Linked DNA regions of Mus musculus: all the other regions are linked to region 4. A link is a contact called in public ChIA-PET, HiChIP or PLAC-seq, Micro-C and promoter capture Hi-C data. All regions are on one chromosome and are shown on one strand. Each heading gives the region's core, a stretch centred on a gene start, on an enhancer-like site or on the middle of the called end of the contact. The rest is flanking DNA. Distances are from core to core; before and after follow the strand shown. Region 1 holds the start of Ssh1 (slingshot protein phosphatase 1). Region 2 holds the start of Srsf9 (serine and arginine-rich splicing factor 9). Region 3 holds the start of Pxn (paxillin). Region 4 holds the start of Fam222a (family with sequence similarity 222, member A). Region 5 holds the start of Acads (acyl-Coenzyme A dehydrogenase, short chain). Region 6 holds the start of Cox6a1 (cytochrome c oxidase subunit 6A1).

Region 1 (3,212 bases), core at 215-2,714, 570 kb after region 4:
ACACACATGCACACCCACACACATACACAGATATACACACACACACACACAAAGCTGGCATTCTGGAACACTCGTGATCATCTATCAGCCAAAGAATAGCTCCAAACAGAGGGGAGCCCTGCTGGGTATTGCCATTCAAAACCTGTCTTACTTAGTGCTGAAAAACTGTGGACCAAATTCACAGACAAAAAGTATACTCAGTCCTGTTTTGACATAGTTGCCTTCTGAAAATGCAGAGGATGCTTTGTGTCGACATAGGGGGCAGTTAATGGCGCCATTCTCAGATCTTTAAAAACCGAGACTCTTTGCACTTAGCAGGAGCGTCTGTTAAATACGAGCAACTGGAAACTTCCTTACATTGCGGGGTAACCCCACTGAAAATCCCCTTTAAGGGTTGGTTACATGGTACATAAAGGAGCCTTGCCACTAAGGCTAGTGACCTGAATTTGATTCATGCATGTATTCATACGCATATCACACACACACACAGATAATAATAAATAAAAATTTAAAAAGAAAGACAATCCTTATTTGAGGATGGAGACTGTTGATACCCTCAAGACGGTGGAAGAGGCAGGGAGGAGCCAGGTTTCCTCTCGGGCTTTGAGGATGATGGAGTGGGACTGGAGACTTGTGATTAGCAAGGCTTGGGTACCACAAGAGGTCCAGAGTAGGGGTCGGGGCTCTGTGAAAGAGAAGTTTCTATCAAGTTGCCCAGTACCGCCTTGCTGGGGTCCCTCACCCTGGCCCACTGGCAACCTTTCCAAAGCCAATGCAACGCGCCCGCTTATCCCCACTGCTGTCCCCGGGCAAGCTTCTGGCCGGCCCACAGTTCTCTCTCCCTCCGTGGGTTAGTCCAGCTCACGGAAATCCTGCCTCCTAGCAAGTACTACTCCTTCGAGAAGCCTTTCCTCTCGCCACCCACTAGTCTGCGTTTCTAGACACCAGAAGGAATTCGAAGATTAGATCAGCCCTTGGTGGTGCAGGCGTTGGAATCCAGGACCTTGAGTAGGCCGGCGGGACACCCTGCTACTGGGCTACACCCCAATCCTATGCAAAGCAACTCTGCAAGCGGATTTCACAGTCCCGGGGGTGGGGTGGGGTGGGGGGAGGCCCCGCACTTTGTATGAGCAGAGTAACTTTCCTTGAAAGAATAAACGAGTGAGTCTTTTACAAACTCTGGGCAGCTTTGCTCTGCTGGCCTTGCCTTCGGAGGCCTCAGTTTCCCTACGCTGCCCGCGAGTCTAGCGGCGGAGGAGGGGCCCAGGCCGGGCGGCTGCAGCCAGCGCGGGGGCGCGCGCGAGTGGACGTGACCGCGCGGCGGGGCCCGCCCCAGGCCGGTCACTGGCGCATGCGCATCACTGCCCGAGCGCTGCGGGCCCGGCGGACTCCGGAGCCGGGGAAGGGGGTGGGGGGTGGGGAGTTTGCGGGAGGGAGGAGGGAAGAGGGAGGGAGCGAGGGGCGGGCCCGGCGCGGCTGCCCGGCCGGCTGCTGGAGGCCCCGGGCCGGGCCCGCGCCGCGATGGCCTTGGTGACCCTTCAGCGCTCTCCCACGCCCAGCGCCGCGTCTTCCTCCGCAAGCAACAGCGAGGTGAGCCCGGCCGCACCCTCCCACAAGGTGTGAGGCGGAGGTGCGTCCGCCCTTGGGGTGCGGGCGTCCCCGCGTCCCGGTGACTGAGCATGCGCCGGGCTGGGGTCGCGGAGGTGGGGGGGCGGGGGGGGATGCTTCCAGATCGCAGGGCACCAGGAAAGGCTCTGGTCGGCTCTGGGCTGCAGGGTCTCGGGTTCCGCTCGGGGCCTGAGCTCATGCTGCTTAATCGGGGTAGATGGGGACCGGAGCGTCCGGGTCCTCAGGACGGCCTGCCCCAGGCTGTGCTACCCCAGCCGGGCTCATCCCACCCCCTTCCCCTGATGAGCTTAAGGCCTCGGAGTAAACCCCGGATGACCCAGCCGGCTGCAGGGGACGCCCCGCTGTGCTGGGCTAGCCCCGCAGGCCCAGGAAGTTGCCAGCTGGAATCTGGGCCCTCTCCCGGGGTTGTGTGTCTGCGTGAGACTTGGCTCAGCACCCCTGCGTGCCCGTGTTGGTGCGTTTTGGGCTCGTCTTGCGGGGACTGGCAGGCATCTTTGCAGAATGGCTGTGAGGTTAAGCCTCCAGGGCCCTTTCTGTCTGAGACTCTTTCATGAGTTTTATCTGCAGGCAGAAGGTTCTGGTTGCCTCCTCTTTGCACACAATTAGGCAGGGCAACTGAGAAGTTAGATTGTAGTAAGGCCTCTCTTCCCACACAGCTCGGTTCCCCTACAACAGTTTACAAAGTGCCTTTTATCTTGTGTTCTTCCTAGGAAACTACAGGAGCATAGGGAAGCAGGGAGGGGCAGTACAGGCCTTTGCAGCCGAAATTCTCTTCCTTCCTTCCTTCCTTCCTTCCTTCCTTCCTTCCTTCATCATGTAGTTGTGGCTGGCCCCCTGCCTCTGCGTCTCAGATGTTGTCAGTTCAGAAGAGCTTTCCACACCTGGCTCTCAGCCTGGATTTCTAGCCAACTTCCATAATGTTATGGGAATTTAACACTTGGTCGCTTCCAGTTCCTGTATTAGACACATTTTTAGGCTTTTAATCTTTTTTTTTTTAGTTGAGATGTAACTCACAGCCTGTGGCTTTACCTTTTGGAAGTATGTAAGTCAGCGTTAGTAGACACACCCGCTCAGCCACTCAGTCCCGAAGCTTCAGCGCCCCGCCCTTCTCAGTTACCGCTTGTCTTTGCTTCACCCCCACCCCGGGGCGTCCCCTACTTCTCTACATTTGCCTACGCTGTAGTTCATATAACAGGAAATATGCAGTGTTGCCTCTGTCTGGCTTCTCCCTCTAAGCGTGCTGGTCTCAAGGTTTGCCCATACTGGGTCTAATCATTTCTTTCCTTTCTATAAGAATTCATTGTATGGGGGGTAAATTTTTTTCAGGACACTGATTAGGACATTTTAAAAATCATTTTATTATTATTATTATTATTATTATTAATGTTATTTAGTACTAAATGTTTGAACCAGACCCTTGTGTGTGCCTGGCACTACGCACACTACCTACATTTTAAAAATTACATTAAGGTGTGTATGCATGTGTGTGCATGCGTTTGTCTCTCTGTCTGCTTCTGGGCATATGCAGGTGCCCACGGAGACCAGAAGAGGATGTTGGATCCTGTGGAGCTAGGCTTACAGGG
Region 2 (3,235 bases), core at 252-2,751, 760 kb before region 4:
TGTGAAATACGGTCAGCATCCTCTGCTTCATGGGCTATTGAAAAACGCTAACTACACGAGGCGTGGCACTTGACACAGAACTTGACTATTAAAGACACAATGGCACTGTTCATTAGGGCCATAATTTTTCTCACGTTCATTTGTATTTAAAAAAAAAAAAAAAAGCTTCAGTCTATTTTTTGAGGCAAACTGCAAGACACTTAGGGGATAAGCTGGGTTAGTCTTCAACCATCGAAGTCCGGAGTACTTCTACTGTGAATCCGTAATCTCCAACCCAGGCCGGCGAGACACCGGGTCGGCAGGCAGAGATGAAGCTCTCCTCCCAACGAGGCTGAGAAGACAGGGAACAGGTCCTTACTGACCCTCCCAAGGGGACGACCGCCAACGGCGCAGAGATCTCTAAACTAAAGCATACTTTCCGGCCTCTTCCTGACCCAGGGCTCACGACATTTGCACACACACACAAAAAAAATAAAAATAATAATTAAAAAAAAAATCAAAGATCCTTCGGCGCGGGTTTTGGGGGAGCCTAGCTTTTCCACATCCCTGCTACAATTAACTTCTGGCTTCTGGCGGGGAATTAACTTCCCTCATTAGAGGGGAATGAAATCAGAGATGCTAACCCCCCACCCGTCTCTCTCTCCCGCTGTTTAATCTGATCCCCCTTTACTAGAACTAGGCTCGGTGGGGCGCCCAAGTGAGGGCTGGCTCCAGACACCCCGCTTTTCAGCCGCCCAAGGCAACCTGTGGTCCCCGCCAACGCCGTCTGTTCCCCGGTAACGGCGAGGGCCACCCCCACCCACAGACCCGAACCCGGACTCGGGAGGAGGGGGCGGGATGGGCGACTGTCGCCTTCGGCCGAGTCCTCTGCAGGGTCGGTTCGGGGGACCCGAGCCCCGCGCTTCCCTCATTTCGGGGTGCTTCCCGTTAGGGTGCTTTTCCCAAACTCGAGGGCTGGGCAGAGCGCGCTGGTTTTTACCCTCCTCGGGGGCAAGTCGGGCGGGCTGGAGCCTTCCGATTGAAGGAAGTGACACCAGGCAAAGCCGCCTCCAGCCGGGGGTGGGGGGGGGGCGCCGCGAGGGGTCAGCACGGCGGGGAGGGGGAGGGGAAGGCGCTGGGGGAGGGGAGGGGAGGCCGGGCCCGGCGGAGATGGGGCGAGCCGCCGGCGGAATCCTCACCGCGGGTCCTCGAAGCGCACGAAGGCGAAGGGCACGAGGCCGTGCCGGTTCTTGAGCTCGATCTCGCGGATGCGGCCGTACTTGTAGAACAAGTCCTCGAGGTCCTTCTCGCGCACGTCGGACGGAAGGTTGCCCACGTAGATGCGCCCGTCGCCCTCGCCGCCGCGCTCGTCCGCCCAGCCCGACGACATCCGCACCGGCCGACGCCGCGGGCCCGCCGCAGCCCACGTCCCGTCGCAGCCGCCTCCGCCGCCGACGCCGCCTCCTCAGCCCGGGGCCCCCCGCCGCAGCCTCCCCCGCGGGCTCCCGAGGCGCTCAGCCGCACTGCATTGTGGGAACGCGGCGCGGAAGCCGTGAGGAAGCGGGGGCGGGAGGGGGCGGCGGTCGGAGGATTTTTAAAGCGATCTTAAAGGGGTAGCCGCCGCCGCGAGGTGCGCTTGCGCAGAGGGCGGGGTCTCTCCCTAGAGATGCGAGCGGAAGGTTCCCGGAGGTGGGACCCGAGCGCCTCCTAAGCTGGTAGGTCACTAAGCTTGGGGCTGTCCTTCTGAGGAGAAGGACGCGGACCCCACAGAAGCCCTCAGACTGCCCAGCGCTGGGCTATCCTGGCCCTCGGTCTCAGGTCTGTAGTCGTCCCTTAGACCCGAGGTGTAAGCCTGAGATGGTCGCCAAAGCTTGGTTGTCCGAGTTTCTGGAGAATGGAGAGTGGATGCGCAAACCTTTCGTTCCAACACTCCGAACCCGGACAGAGGCAGGAGCAACTATCTCCATGAGTTCAAGGCCAGCCTGGTTTACATAGAGAAATAAAAGGTATAGTGGAGAAGAAGGTTTATTGTAGGTATGTGGGAGAGCATACTATACTCAGAGGGAGGCCATCTAGGAGAGTCCAGAAGGGGACGAGACCAGGCAGAACTGGGCCCTGTGAGGAGAGGCGGGAAGGAGAGGGGAAACAGATCCTGCAGTCAGAAGGTCAAAAGGTGTAAAAAGAGGAAGGTAGTCAAGATGTCTGGATTATATAGGGAAGAGCCTCTAGGGGAAGGGCAGCCTAGCCCCTGGCCTGGAGGGCGGGGTATGTCAGCCAAACCCTGTAACAGATAAGGACTGGAGGATGCCAGAAGCTGGAGACCAGGTCTGCTTTGGTATCTTATATAGGCACCTCAGCGGATCATCCCGGGTTTGAAACTTCACAGCTACCCTGTCTCCAAGAAAGAGAGAGAAAAGAGAATCTGTGGAGGATACGCATGTATTATTTCATATCACCACAAGCATCACTGTAGAGTTTGCCTATTTGTGCATTCTAAACTATAGAACAACCTCACCAAACAAAACAGTGAGTGGGAATGCATGCCAGTAAATCTCACTCTCCTGAGGCTAAGGTGAGAGACTTTAAAATTCTAGGCTAGCCTTGACAACAACTTACTGAGATCCTACCCTGAAAAACTATTCAAACCTAGATGCCTGGAGGGATATAAGGCAAAGATAGCAAGATGATAGAGAGCTGTAACCCTAGGCAGCTCGGTTGTTGTTTCATTTGTTCTCTGTAAGATTTTTGGATCCCAGCCTAAGGCTACACCATAAAACAATATGTCCAGGGGCTGGAGAGATGGTGCCAGTGATTAAGAGCCTTGACTGCTCTTCCAAAGGACCTGAGTTCAATACCCAGTACCTACATGGCAGCTCACAGCTGTCTGTAACTCCAGTTCCAGGAGATTGCCACCCTCACACAGACAGACATACAGGCAAAAACACCAATGAACATACAATAAATCTTTAGAAACAAAAAACCCAAAAGCCTCAAATTACATATCTTTATGTTTATCCTTGTATTCTGTGTAGTTAGAGAAAAAAAAAAAGGCAGGTGGATCTCTGTGAATTTAAGGCCAGCCAAGTGTGCAGAGCTAATCCCAAGACAGCCAAGGAGGCACAGAGAAAAACTGTCTTAAAAAAAAAAAAGCAGGGGGGTGGGGTGGTGTATAGGGGACTTTTGGGATAGCATTTGAAATATAAATGAAGAAAATATACAAGAAAAAAAAAAAAAGCCAGGCGGTGGTGGTGCACAC
Region 3 (3,376 bases), core at 786-3,285, 940 kb before region 4:
CTGCCCAGGGACCAGCTTCTAGGCACAGACTTCATTCGTTTCTGGGCTGTGCAACCTTGGGTCAGAGACTCAGCCTCTCTTGGTCTCTTGTTAAATAGAGGTAGTGTTGGTGGCCATGGCCTCAGGGTGATCTTACAGAAAGGACAGGACAAATCCAGGCATGGGTAAGAACTCCACAGACAGCCCATTTCAATCCCTACGGTCCCCGTCTGCCAGAAAGCACTCTTTCCTTTCAAAGACAACTCAGTGTGCTGGCCCTAAATGGAAGACAGTCAGAAGCCGGGAATTCCGAGCTCTGCGGACACTACAAAGACTTCCTCAGTCCTTCAAACAGCACGGGGACTGTCCAGAAGCAACAGGGCCCTCAACCAGCCTGTGAGGTGCTGTGACTAGATTCCCCTCGTCCCCACCGGGGGAACCCCTTACACATTCAGATACCTACTCAAAAGCTCATCACCCCGGCCTCCTTTCGAAAGCTCAGGTATTTTTATGTGGAAGAATAAAAATTAAAAATACCTGCCTGGAAGCTACGCCAACCTTGAGTGCATCGGGAACGGACGTGCCAAGCCTGACCCAAAAGCATAGCTATGCCTGGCAGACAGCCCACTCCGTGAACCAAGCAGGACCCAACACCATCCCAGCCTCCAGGATGTTACACCAGCTCCCTGATCCCACAAGGAAACTGTAGCCAGTTTTAAAAATGACCAGTCTTAACTTGGTACCCTGTGTTGCCTGAGAGGTCCCTCAGTCTTATCTAGTGAATCTGCTCCTCAGAGCCAGGGACACGGATGGCACCAGCGGTCATACAAGCCACCCACAGTCCAGAGAGTGAAGACAAGGCTCCTACAGAGAAGGGACTTTATCCCACACACACCTCCTCAGCTGAGGGGCCCTCCGGGGAGGGGAAGACAGGGGCTCCTTCACGCTGGGATTCACTGGGCATTCCTAGAAGCCTTGAATCAACCCCCTTGGGTTTAAAATCCACTTCCAGGAGAGTCTTTCCTTTCCTCTGTCCTAACAGCAGACCAAGTGTGGGCTGAAAAGAATGGCCTCTGGGCTCCAATAACACGAGGACAGTTAAAACTCTGTTCTGGGTGTCCTGTCCTCTTTACCTGTGGGGTTTCCAGCAGCTCTGATGCTGGGGGTGGGGGACCTTGCCAGCCAGGACACGTTCAGAGATGGCCGTAGCCTGCGGCCCATTCCCCTTCTCATTCCTCTGGCATGTCACCAGGGTCTGGGAACGGTGGGTGAGAGGCGGGAGTCATAAGCCACCACCCCCCCAAACTTGCCTTTCTAAGTTTAAACTTGATCTTGTAATACAGGGTGACCAGACTTGAAACGGTGTGTGGTGGGGGTTGGGGGGGGGTGTATATGCAGTACCCCCGGGGACACTTGTCATTAGAATGGGGGTGTGGTCCTCACAAGCTTTTCTGTGGGCTGTGATAGGAAATGGGTGGGCTCTCTCGAAAGGGGCTATATCCCTGAAACGGGGTGGGGGGTCTGGGGGCAGTGTGCAAAGTGGAAGGTGGCCTGGAGGGAACAGAGGGGGGTCATAGAAGAAACAGCCTCTGAGACCGAGTCCCATAGGCAGACGCTCTGAGGTGGGGGTGGGGAAGCCAAGTGAGGGTCTCCTGCAAGCCAAGGAGGTCTGCCCCGGGAGCGGGGCGCCTCTCCCAGAGGTGGGTCCCTGAACACCCAGTACGGGATCGAGGTCCTCAGGCGCCGCAGCGAAGAGCGGCCAGCACAGCCCCGGGCCGTAGGCACCGCAGCCCAGCCGGGCGCTAGGGTGGGATCGGCGGCCGCCGGGCCCCGGCCGCTCCGCCCTCCGTCTCCCGCACTCACCGAGGTCGTCCATGGCTGGTCCTCAGACGCCAGTCCCCGGCTCGATGTCGCCCTCGCTGCCCGTCTCCGGGCTGCTCCTCGCCGCCCCGCAACTTTTCCGCGTCCAGCCTCGGCCCGGAACGGAACCCGCTGCCGCGCTGCCTCCTCCTCCACCACCGCCGCCGCCGCCGGCGCGCGCGCCCGCGACAGGATAGCCCCGCCCCCGCGTGCACGCTGGCCACGCCCCGCCTCCGACCCCCCACCCCCCCAGCACGCCCAATCCCGCAGGGGGCGAAAGCTGGGCGTGGTCGTGGCGCCCCCTGGCGGCTGGACAGGCTGGTGGCGTCTATAGGCCATGAACCTCTGCGTTCAGTCTGACCCGACCTTCTGGCAGACTAGTCACTCAAGAGAGTCGGTGGCAGATTTGTCACTCAAGAGAGTCGGATTTGTCCACCTGTCCCTGTAGGTCACCTCCCAGGAGGATTAAATCGGCTTGCCTGGAGCCTTTGGACTGATGGCAGTGCTAGTCATCCCAGAATAATATCCCAGATGTAGTTTTTGTGAAACAGGGTCTCTCTCTCTCTCTCTGTCTCTCTGTCTCTCTCTCTCAGGGTCTCTCTCTCTCTGTCTCTCTCTCTCTCTCTGTCTCTCTCTTTGGTTTTTCTTTTTTTTTTTTTTTAAAGTATTCATTTGAATTAATGTTGAAACAATTCATGGTTTTTTTTTTTAAAGATTTATTTATTTATTACATGTAAGTACACTGTAGCTGTCTTCAGAAGAGGGCGTCATATCTCGTTACAGATGGTTGCGAGCCACCATGTGGTTACTGGGATTTGAACTCTGGACCTTCGGAAGAGCAGTCGGGTGCTCTTACCCACTGAGCCATCTCACCAGCCCTCTCTTTGGTTTTTCGAGACAGGGTTTCTCTGTGTAGCCCTGGCTGTCCTGGAATTCACTCTATAGACCAGGCTGGCCTCAGAAATCCGCCTGCCTCTGCCTCCTGAGTGCTGGGATTAAAGGCATGCACCACCACTGCCCGGAGAAACAGGGTCTCTTTGTACCTCCAGCCAGGCTGGAACCTGAGACCTTTGTCCTGACTGGTAACATCAGCAGTGGCTGCGACCAACTCTGGCCCCAGATCCAGTACTTTAGAGCTTATGAAACCTTTCATTTTACCCCTTTCCCTGCTTCCCCCTTCCTAGAGACTGCCAAAATTCTGCACAAGGTAGATTTACCCCACATTACAGCAAAGCAAAAACTACCAAAACTTCATTCCCGGATCCTGGCAGATTTGCCCAGGGGACTCAGAAACTGGATGATAAAAGCCTGGTGTAGTAGCTCAGGACTATAATCTCAGCTAGTTGGGAGATGCAGGCAGGTCTTCAAATTCAAGATTACACTGGACTAGAGAAAGAGTAAGGACTAAACTGGGCAATTTATAGGAAGACCTGTCTCAAATTTTAAATTTTTTGAAAACTTTTAAAAATAAATACACACACACACACACACACAAACTGAGTGTGGTGGCACAAGACTATAATCCCAGAATTTAGTA
Region 4 (3,076 bases), core at 64-2,563:
CCTGGTATTTGCTTAATGAGCATCTATTACACTGCTTGTCAAAGTCATCTTAAATGACAGAAGGGGAACAGCTAAGGCAGGAGTCCCAGCTGGACCATGGCCCCTTACCTTGAAGAGCAGGGGAGTTCCCTGAACTTACACAGACAGACAGACAGACAGACAGACAGACACACACACACACACCAGGAAGGTCCTGGCTCCCCTCTCTCTCTGGCTCAGGCAGGACATTCACCTTTTCAAGAGAAGCCTGTTTGAAGGCTGAAGCCCACATTTTTCTGGGGACCCTGGGAACTCCAGTTGCTGGCTGGGTACATGGTAGGGTTCATGGGGACCTCCTTTTAAGCATCCTGCTTAAAAGTAAGAGGTTGCTCTGTTTGGGAGTCTGGGAGACTCCAGACACTGCAGGAGACATAGGCAGAGTTCTGAACACCTGTCCTCAGGGGCAGGGACAGCTGGCACTGCCTGCCTCCCTCCCCCACCTCGAGTGGGGATTTAGGTCATAAGATTGCGGCCGGGGAGGACAGGGAGTTGGCCTTCACCTTCTACTACACCAAGGCATTCGGCCTTGGCCATTCTGGCTCCACTCAAAGCCAGCTGTGTTGTCACAATTCTGGTGACATCAAAGGTCGGGCAGTGATGTCACATGCAGCCCATTGGAACATGCTGTCTTTGTGAGTTATTTGTAACAATAGACACACAAATGTCTTGCCTGGAAAGACACCATCCTCAGACATGAAGTTTTGGGACTCCCTGTCTCTGAGCTCTGTCTCTTTAAGATCCCAAAGGTGGTTTTGTAGACCCCCTCCATGCTGGCCAACCCTGGCTGCCCCCAATCAATCTTTACAAAAGTACAAGATTCCCTAAGAATCTCCAGAGGACAGGGCCACCACCTTTGTTAGCTTCATGGGTGGGGTGCCTTTCCTCTGACAAATACCGATGTCAGTAGAATACCCACGAGGGTCCACAATCTCCACTCCAGCCAGTCCAAATAAGTTGTGTGGGCAGGACAAGGGTGGACAAGTAGCATTGCTGTCTCTGGGCACCCAACAACCTAGGGCCCTTTTAGGGCCAGTCCAGGTTGCCAGGTTGCGAGGAGCTGTCCCCAGCTCAAACCCAAAATTCTGCACCCCGCAACTCACCGTATCAGGCAGTCGGACGAAGGGCACCAAATCTCAGAGGCCACGACGCTCCGATCTGCGGGTTGCGGCCATGCAGGGGTGATAAAGATTGCTGGAGAAAGGCCCCCTTAGGGGGCCGATGTCTTTCTTCGTATGGAAAGGGGAGCCGTCGGTGAGGGCGATCCCTGCGTCCGGAAGCGCCGTCCGAAGTCGGAAAAAGGTTTTTTTTTCCCCCCTCTCAGTACCCGTCGCGTCCGCCTGGGACCCCGGCCGCTCGCGCGCTCAGGCGGCGCATCCTCGCAGGAGACTGTGCTCCATACGTCCGGCGGGAGGCGCTGCGCCTCCCTTCGGGGCCCGGCTCACCGCTGCAGCTCTGCCCGCGCCTCTCCCAGGGCGCCCTCTCCGTCCGCGCTGGGAGGCCGGCGGCCGCGGCCCCTCTCGCCAGCCCCAGCTGCAGCCTGTCTTTGTTGCTTCCTCTCGCTTGCCCTCCCGCCCTCGGCTTGCAGCTCCCGGCTTTGCTCAGAGGTGGAGAGTCCGTCTCCTCGGAGGGTTGCACGCACCTGCAGCGGCCCGGGCTCCTCGCCCGGCGTGCACCGGCCCCCGCAGGTTGCAGAGAGCAGCGCCGAGAATGAGCCGGCCCCTCCTCCTCCTGCTCCGAGCTCCGGGTGTGGGGGGAGGGGAAGCCGGCGAGCAGCGGCAGTGGCAGCCGCAGCGAGCGGCAGAGACTGGGATGTAGCCTCGCGGGCCTTGGCGCTGAGGACCAGCAGATCCAGCAGGCGCAGGGCAGACTCGGGGATGGAGAGCCGTGCACCCGGTATGGTGCTCGAGCGCCGCAGCAGCGGTCGGCGCACAGGTCTCTCCCGTGCCCGTGGCCCGGGACGGTTCGCGGGGCTCCCGGAGCCGCAACCTCGCGCTGCCCAGCACCCTCGCCTAGCCTCGGGCCCGGCTCTTCGCCCGGCCTGGCCGGCGCGCGCAGCCTCTTCGCAGAGCTGCCGGCCCGGCAATGCTGCCCGCTGCTCCGCTCCGGCACGACTGACAGGCGCGGGCGCCCGCTCCTGCCGCTGCGTCTCACCCCCGGTCCGCCCCCCGCGTTACGGCCCAATCAGCTGCAGCCGAGAGGCGGTTACCACGGTGACGCGGCGCCGCGTCCTCCGCGAGGCGGGGCTGGGGGCCGCCACGCGCGCTTTTCGCGGCAAAATTCAAAGGCCGGCAGGGCGGCTCTCCAACCTTTTTCCCCAAGCGGGGATGAGGCGGGTCCTGCTCCTAGAGGACTACAACTCCCGGCTTGCTGCGAGCCTAAAACAGGCGAAGGAGTCCCGATTGGAAGGGCAAGGCATGCTGGTTGTTGTAGTCCCTTTGTCGAAGACCTAAAGGGTTGAAAGCAGGTAATCCTATTCACTGAGTACCTGTTTGAGGGTAGGTACTATGCATTATTCCGTTTACTCTTGGAACAGGCCCTATGAGGAGTGTGTTAAAGATAGTAAAAATAGGTTGGGGTGACACCAAATGGTAAAGGGTGCGGTTTGCAAGACCCAACATCAAACCTTGGGACAACCTAAACACACACACACACAGAGCAAAGTGCATACTACACTTAAATTTTTCAAAACTGTGAGATTGGCTTTATGGCCTACATTTTACAGAGGAGAACACTGATATTTGACACTTGTTCTCAGTTTACGGACAAAACTAAGACGTGAAGCTTCCCGATTGCCTTTTCCACGGAGCGACTGGGGATGGTGGTGGAGTTTTGGGCATCAGCGCTGAGATCTGTGGAACACAAACCACATGCTGAATCCTTGGTCAGCTCCATCCCACAGATGTATACATTGACCGCGGGAGTCAGGCACTTAGTATTTTCTATGTTGCTCCTGTTGGTCTCAAACTCCTAGCTTCAAGCCATCCTCCTGCCTCAGCCTCCAGAGTGCAGAAAATATGACCACAAGCCACCATACCTG
Region 5 (3,088 bases), core at 92-2,591, 550 kb before region 4:
ATGGAATCCTGCACCCAGGTCAAATGGATGCTGGGGTTCCAACTCAGGTCATGCTCACATGTGAAGTCTACCCTCTGCACCACCTCTCAGGCTCCAGTGTCTCTCTTTCGTCTTCCATCCGGTTCTGTCTGGTGACCAGGTAGGGAAGACGGATGGATGACCAGAGGATTGGGCAAAGAGTCAGCACGTTATTTGAAAGCCCCCCCCCCCCTTTAAAGGCAGTTCCAGACTTTGGGGGTGGGGGAAGAAATGGACAGATGGGATCATTTGCAGTCTAAACTACCACCCTCTCTTCAGTGTATTGTTTTCTAGGTAGTGGTGGGCTGTGAAGTTCAGTGAGCAGATATGTAGGGTGCATGTAAACCAGGGAGCTAATGACACTGACAGTCTCTGGGACCGAGCGAAGTTGTTCTGAGGGTGCTAGGACTCAACCCTCAACCCTTGGAGTTAATGGGCAGTACCCCTACTCCCAGCAGGGCTCTGCCCCCCCCCCCCCCACGAGGTGCAGAAGACAGTAGCTCTGTTTCACATTCACATCTGAGGGCTGGAGGGAATCTTCCTGCCCAGCATCCCCATGCAATGGGCTAGATACTGAGCCTTCCAGGCTTTTTGTTTTTTGTTTTGTTTTGTTTTAAAGATTTATTTTATTATTTTATGTACATACACTGTAGCTGTCTTCATACACTCCAGAAGAGGGAGTCAGATCTCATTACGGATGGTTGTGAGCCACCATGTGGTTGCTGGGATTTGAACTCTGGACCTTCGGAAGAGCAGTCGGGTGCTCTTACCCACTGAGCCATCTCACCAGCCCCCTTCCAGCCCTTTTGGAATCCACAGACTAGTGTGAGAGATGAATAGTAAATAAATAAGTAAAATAAAAGGCTGGATGTAAAACTGTGGGCTAGGAATGGTAGCATGAAATCCAGGCAAGAGGGCAAAAGCTGCCTGCCTTGTGTGGCCGAGCAAAGATGGTCAGGGAGCCAGGGATTACGCTGACAGCTGACAGGATGCAGAAGTGGGTGGGCAGGAGTAGGTGCTAGCTCTTCTCTTCTCTCCCTAAAACTGAACCCAGCGCCTTATGTCTGCTAGGCAGGGAGGACCTCCTCACGCCCTCTTTAAACTTTCATTTTGAAGATACTGCAAAGTTGCCCAAGCTGGGCTTGAATTTACTCCGTAATACAGGGAGAACCTGCAATTCTGCCTCAGGCTCAGAAGTCGCTGGAATTAAGTTGACTTCCTGGGTGAGGCCCGGACCCTAGGTCGTGAGCCTGTCTCAGGCCTGCCCCTGCGGCCCGGTGGGCGTGGCCCGGGCTCGGCGCCGGCCCCGCCCCTGCAGCCGTGTGGGCGTGGCCCAGGCCCTGCCCCTGCCGTCCGGAACTCCAGAGCTGCTGCAGGAGGTCCTGGAGGTCTGTGCCCATGGCTGCCGCCTTGCTCGCCCGGGCCCGTGGCCCTCTCCGTAGAGGTGAGTGCGGAGCCCCAGGGCGGGTCACAGGGCGGAGATCCTGGCGGCCGGTCCTGCTGTGGCCCCGGGCAGACGAGTGGGCAGCACCCAGTGGCTGCGCGTGGCCTTTGTCCTAGTTTGGTAGCCTCTGGCCGGTGCAAGGCCCAGACTCTGAGGGATCCGGGCTCCTGCTCGGCGCTTTTCCCGCGGGTCCCTCATCGCCAGCTCCCCTTATGCGGCCCTATCCACACCCCTTACGCCATTTCAGTCCTAGCTGAGGTTCTGGGTGAGTTGGTCCTTCATGGCGGGGGGTGGGGGGAGGGGCTTGGCATTTAACTCCGACCTATGACCTTGGACATAACTCTCAACCTCTCTGCATCAAGTGGTCCAAGTGTCAACTGTTTCCATCCTCAGAGCTCTATTAAATCACAGGATGCATCGTGGTTGGCATCTAACGTGTTTTCTTAACGTTAGCATTTACTTTTTTGTTTGTTTGTTTTTGTTTTGTTTTTCGAGACAGGGTTTCTCTGTATAGCCTTGGCTGTCCTGGAACTCACTTTGTAGACCAGCCAGAAATCCGCCTGCCTCTGCCTCCTGAGTGCTGGGATTAAAGGCGTGAGCCACCACGCCCGGCATACTTATTTTTAATAGTGTTTCCTCTCCTGTGCAGCAGCCCTGACACTATGGCCACCGCTTCCTTTGGCTAATCCAGAGTCACATTAACAATTAGATCAGTGTTAAATAAGCCATTAAGTACTTCTTTAATCTTTCCACTGCCGGGAGCTGAGTTCTGTTCTTGTCCACATTTTATAGAACTCCCAGACCCCAGACCCAGTGAAACTTAAAATCCATTTCCGAGGTGTTGTAAATGGGATTATATGGAGGAAGTGTTTAGCGAGCAGTTAAGCATTCAGTTAGCCTGGGCTTTTCTGTAACACTCTGTTGACATTGTATCAATACATTTTTTTTTTTTTCTATTGAGACAGGGGTGGGGGGGTGGGGGGTGGGGGGGTGGAGTGGTGCTCTTTTTTTTTCTTAAAAGTTTATTTTTATTTTTATTTGTATGAGTGCTTTGCCTGCATGTGTGCCTGCATAAGTGTGCCGTGTCCCACAGAGGCCAGAAGAGTGTGTTGGATCCTCTGGACCTTTCATTACAGACAATTAGCCACTCTGTAGCCTGGTTCCTCTGAAAGAGCAACAAGTGCTCTTAACTGCTGAACCATTCCTCCAGACCCTGGGATGAATGAAATCTTGACTTATTGCATAGGCTAGCCTGAACTCCAGGCTACCTCAGCGTTTGTTCTTCTTACAGAAGATCTGAGTTCAGATCCCAGCGCCCATGTTGGGCAGCTCCTAATCCCCTGTAAGGTCCAGGGGATCTGACGCCCTCCTCTGGCCTCTGTGGGTACCTGCATGCATGTGTACATACATAAACACAGACTCACAGACACATAAAGAGAAAGGAGTCTTAAGATCTTTCACACTGTCCTTCCCTAACTCGGATCATCCTCTGATAGCTCTCGGTGTTCGGGACTGGCGACGGTTACACACTGTTTACCAGTCTGTGGAGCTGCCTGAGACACACCAGATGTTGCGTCAGACATGCCGTGACTTTGCCGAGAAGGAGTTGGTCCCCATTGCGGCCCA
Region 6 (3,182 bases), core at 378-2,877, 780 kb before region 4:
TGTTTTAAAATGCATGAGTCTGCTGCTGCCTCTTCCTCCTTTTGTTATTTTGAGATAGGCTCTTACAATATAGGCAAGGCTAATCTCAGACTATAGACGTGGTCCAGGCTGGCCTCTAACTAGAGATTCCCTACCTCCGTCTCTCAAAACAGTACCATATACACAAACATTTTAAACTTAGGGGTGTGTGAGCGGAGACAGGGTCTCATTCTACAGCCCAGGCTAGTCTCTAACTCACAGCAATCTTCCTACCCCATCTCACTCTTATGAGCCACCTCACTTGGCGTGTGTCTTAGTCAGGGTTTCTATTCCTGCACAAACATGATGACCAAGAAGCAAGTTGGGGAGGAAAGGGTTTATTCAGCTTACACTTCCACCCTGCTGTTCATCACCAAAGGAAGTCAGGACTGGAACTCAAGCAGGTCAGAAAGCAGGAGCTGATGCAGAGGCCATGGAGGGATGTTCTTTACTGGCTTGCCTCCTCTGGCTTGCTCAGCCTGCTCTCTTATAGAACCCAAGACTACCAGCCCAGAGATGGTCCCACCCACAAGGGGCCTTTCCCCCTTGATCACTAATTGAGATGCCTTACAGATGGATCTCATGGAGGCATTTCCTCAACTGAAGGTCCTTTCTCTGTGATAACTCCAGCTGTGTCAAGTTGACACAAAACTAACCAGTACAGCGTGTTTTGTTGTTTTTGTTTTTATGGAGACAGGGTCTCACTATGCAGCCTCTGGATAGCCTAGAACTCTGTAGAGGAGGCTGGCCTGGGGTCAGTTCCATCTGCGTCTTCCTCGCAGATACTAGCATTAAAGATGCGAGGCTTTTAGACCAAAATAAATAAATAAATAAATAAACAAATAAATAAATAAAAAGGGAAAAAGGAGATATTTGTAAAGTTCTACAGACAAAATTTAACAGATGTGTGTAGTATTCAAAGCGGGAGCAGGAACATTGAACAAACGCTGAGGATATGGAGCTAAACAAAGTCCAGATTTGCTGGCAATTGCAGGGTCCTTACTGGTTCCTGGGTCTGTTCCTTGACTCATTAATACACGGTTTCATACATTCATTCATTAAATTGCATAAAGCACCTGCTACTTGCCATGAAAGATTTCGGGTAACTCTCGGGATGCAGCGCTGGCAAAAATCTAAGCACTGCGGACTTTACAGTCTATGTAGGGCACAACGGAAGAGAATAACAACGGTCTTTAAGAGCGATAGGGACAATGATAACGACAAGGACAGGGCTGTCGAGGGCCTGGGAAATCGCGGAATTAGAAGGCAGCGAGCGAGGAAAGAGAATGGCGCCTCCGCTAACGTGACTTGTTCTCCGCACTTCAGATCCTGTCCAGGGACTCCAAAGAAGGGAGCGATTAAAACCAGAAAAGCTCGCAAAAGTTCAGTTCCGCGGACATCCTCACCTAGGCGCTGACAAGCAGGGAGATGGGGCACAGGAACGGGGCGCATGCGCGCTCTCGCTCCAGCCGCCCCAGGGACGGATAAAGTGCGCAGGCGCTGGAGTTCCTAGCCAGGTCTGAGAAGGCGTTGCCCAATAGGAACGTCGTTCGGCGTCTTTGTCCCGCCCCCTTCGCCCGTCCCCATTTCCGCTTCCGGCGCGCCGGTGTAGTTCCATGATGGCGTCGGCGGTGCTGTCAGCGTCTCGGGTCTCTCGGCCGCTGGGCCGGGCCCTCCCCGGGTTGAGGCGGCCCATGTCGAGTGGCGCCCACGGCGAGGAGGGTTCAGGTACCCGGGGGCTCTCGGATGGGCGTGGGGTCTCGGCGGGTGGCGTGCGGCGGCGTGGCGGGGCCGGAGCCCGGGGCGGTGACCTTGGCGGGAGGGAGCGGCCGAGGCTGACGTTGTGGCCCCCGCCGCAGCTCGGATGTGGAAGGCCCTCACCTACTTCGTGGCGCTGCCCGGGGTGGGAGTGAGCATGCTCAACGTGTTCCTCAAGTCGCGGCACGAAGAGCACGAGAGACCCCCGTTCGTTGCCTACCCTCACCTGCGCATCAGGACCAAGGTAGGCGCTGCGCCTTTACTGTCCGTCTGTCCGTCCGTCCTCCAGGCATCCGTTATTGCGGGGTTGTCCACTCCCCTGGCCCAGCCCTTGGGGGAGTTTTAGGATCTTGGCTGCCTGTCCGTCCGTGCAGATAGAATATTTTATTTACTCTTCGTTTGACGGAAGGGAAGCCAGTTTGTAGGTCGTGGCTCGGTTTTCTTAAAAGGCCACCCAGTAAATGCCTGCGGGCTTTCAGCTCCTCCAACTTGTCACCTTTTGTCCAATGGTGCACTTTATTAGCTTCCTGCGGGAAAGTTTGGAGGTTTGGGGTGTCCCTTTATAGCCGCAAATCCTGAAGGTGATCCGGGATCCGGGCGATTGGCGTAGGCTTAAGCACAGACTGCCCGTTGGTTCTCACAGTGCCTGTCGTTTTATCAGTTCTTTGCCTTGGCTGTTCGTGTAGAAACCCTGTCTCGAAAAACCAAAAAAAAAAAAAAAAAAAAAAAAAAGACAGTTATAATGTCTCATGATGTATTTTAACAAGCCCGTCTTCCACTGTATCACCTAATTCACCTAAGACTGGCCTTGCAGAAACTTATTCTAGACTTCAATTTTACAACCCAGAAGGCTCCATGCCGTTCCCGTACAGCCTCAGCACTTGAGAGGCCAAAGAGAGCCAATGTCTTGTTCAAGGCCAGTCTGGTCTACAAAGTGAGCTCCAGGACAGCCAGGGGGGAGACTTTCTCAGAAAAAGAAAAGGTGTTTGACAGCAGCCTTGCCTTGGGGCTCTGCCCACTAGGTGGCAGTAGCACCCCCCTCCTAAGGCCTCTAGATAATGCTCCCATATCCCGCCCCTGGCACTTGGGGTCAGAAAACAAGCGTTTTCTCAGTAGTAGCTATCAGGAAGTTTCTATCAGTAGTAGTTGCTGGTTATTCTCTGCCACGTTATGAAATGGAGATTAGCTTGGGCTAAATGGGGTTACCACAGAAAGCCAAAAATGGTTGTGAGCTATTGACCAAGAGCAATGCTTTTCAAACATGGAGGGGAAGGGACAGGAGAGAGGGCTCAGTGGTGTAGAGTGCTGCTGCTCTTACAGAAGAGCCTAGTTTCCAGTGGGTGGCTCACAACATTCTTTAGCCCCAGCTGCAGGCAGGGATGATATCTTTGGTCTCTGTGTACACC

What was found. Promoter capture Hi-C pulls out the DNA fragments that hold promoters and counts their contacts. Hi-C and Micro-C count contacts between places; a contact is called where the count stands out from the background. ChIA-PET counts read pairs in DNA pulled down with a chosen protein or histone mark. HiChIP or PLAC-seq counts read pairs in DNA pulled down with a chosen protein or histone mark.
Region 1: a contact with region 4 is called in a Micro-C map of embryonic stem cells, with 4 times the contacts expected there. The contact joins the promoter of Ssh1 here to the promoter of Fam222a in region 4. A contact is called at or near these places in 2 of 484 Hi-C or Micro-C datasets (the G1E-ER4 cell line and embryonic stem cells), 1 of 115 datasets of contacts at active chromatin or transcription factors (bone marrow-derived macrophages) and 1 of 9 other capture datasets (adipose tissue).
Region 2: a contact with region 4 is called in a promoter capture Hi-C map of pre-B cells, with 2.6 times the contacts expected there. The contact joins the promoter of Srsf9 here to the promoter of Fam222a in region 4. A contact is called at or near these places in 2 of 39 promoter capture datasets (hematopoietic stem and progenitor cells and pre-B cells).
Region 3: a promoter capture Hi-C map of pre-B cells shows a contact between it and region 4, with 4 times the contacts expected there. The contact joins the promoter of Pxn here to the promoter of Fam222a in region 4. A contact is called at or near these places in 2 of 39 promoter capture datasets (liver and pre-B cells).
Region 5: a contact with region 4 is called in a FOXA1 HiChIP or PLAC-seq map of pancreatic cancer cells. The contact joins the promoter of Acads here to the promoter of Fam222a in region 4. A contact is called at or near these places in 3 of 39 promoter capture datasets (liver and pre-B cells) and 1 of 115 datasets of contacts at active chromatin or transcription factors (pancreatic cancer cells).
Region 6: a contact with region 4 is called in an RNA polymerase II ChIA-PET map of memory CD8 T cells, with 6 read pairs. The contact joins the promoter of Cox6a1 here to the promoter of Fam222a in region 4. A contact is called at or near these places in 1 of 39 promoter capture datasets (pre-B cells), 1 of 484 Hi-C or Micro-C datasets (CD4 T cells) and 3 of 115 datasets of contacts at active chromatin or transcription factors (bone marrow-derived macrophages, large pre-B cells and memory CD8 T cells).

The regions. Positions count from the first base shown.
Region 1 is chr5:113,992,042-113,995,253 of GRCm38.p6, reverse strand. Ssh1 (slingshot protein phosphatase 1) reads left to right here and starts at 1,464. Exons shown (of 15, transcript NM_198109.5): 1 at 1,464-1,590. The coding sequence starts at 1,522. Gm52825 (a long non-coding RNA gene) reads right to left here. Exons shown (of 3, transcript XR_003955978.1): 3 at 3,020-3,212.
Region 2 is chr5:115,325,443-115,328,677 of GRCm38.p6, reverse strand. It overlaps Srsf9 (serine and arginine-rich splicing factor 9), which reads right to left and starts at 1,501. Exons shown (of 4, transcript NM_025573.3): 1 at 1,179-1,501. The coding sequence starts at 1,369.
Region 3 is chr5:115,505,335-115,508,710 of GRCm38.p6, reverse strand. Pxn (paxillin) reads right to left here and starts at 2,035. Exons shown (of 12, transcript NM_133915.3): 1 at 1,843-2,035. The coding sequence starts at 1,855.
Region 4 is chr5:114,566,488-114,569,563 of GRCm38.p6, reverse strand. Fam222a (family with sequence similarity 222, member A) reads right to left here and starts at 1,313. Exons shown (of 3, transcript NM_001004180.1): 1 at 1,140-1,313.
Region 5 is chr5:115,117,599-115,120,686 of GRCm38.p6, reverse strand. It overlaps Acads (acyl-Coenzyme A dehydrogenase, short chain), which reads left to right and starts at 1,341. Exons shown (of 10, transcript NM_007383.3): 1 at 1,341-1,462; 2 at 2,959-3,088. The coding sequence starts at 1,417.
Region 6 is chr5:115,347,403-115,350,584 of GRCm38.p6, reverse strand. It overlaps Cox6a1 (cytochrome c oxidase subunit 6A1), which reads left to right and starts at 1,627. Exons shown (of 3, transcript NM_007748.5): 1 at 1,627-1,746; 2 at 1,878-2,020. The coding sequence starts at 1,638.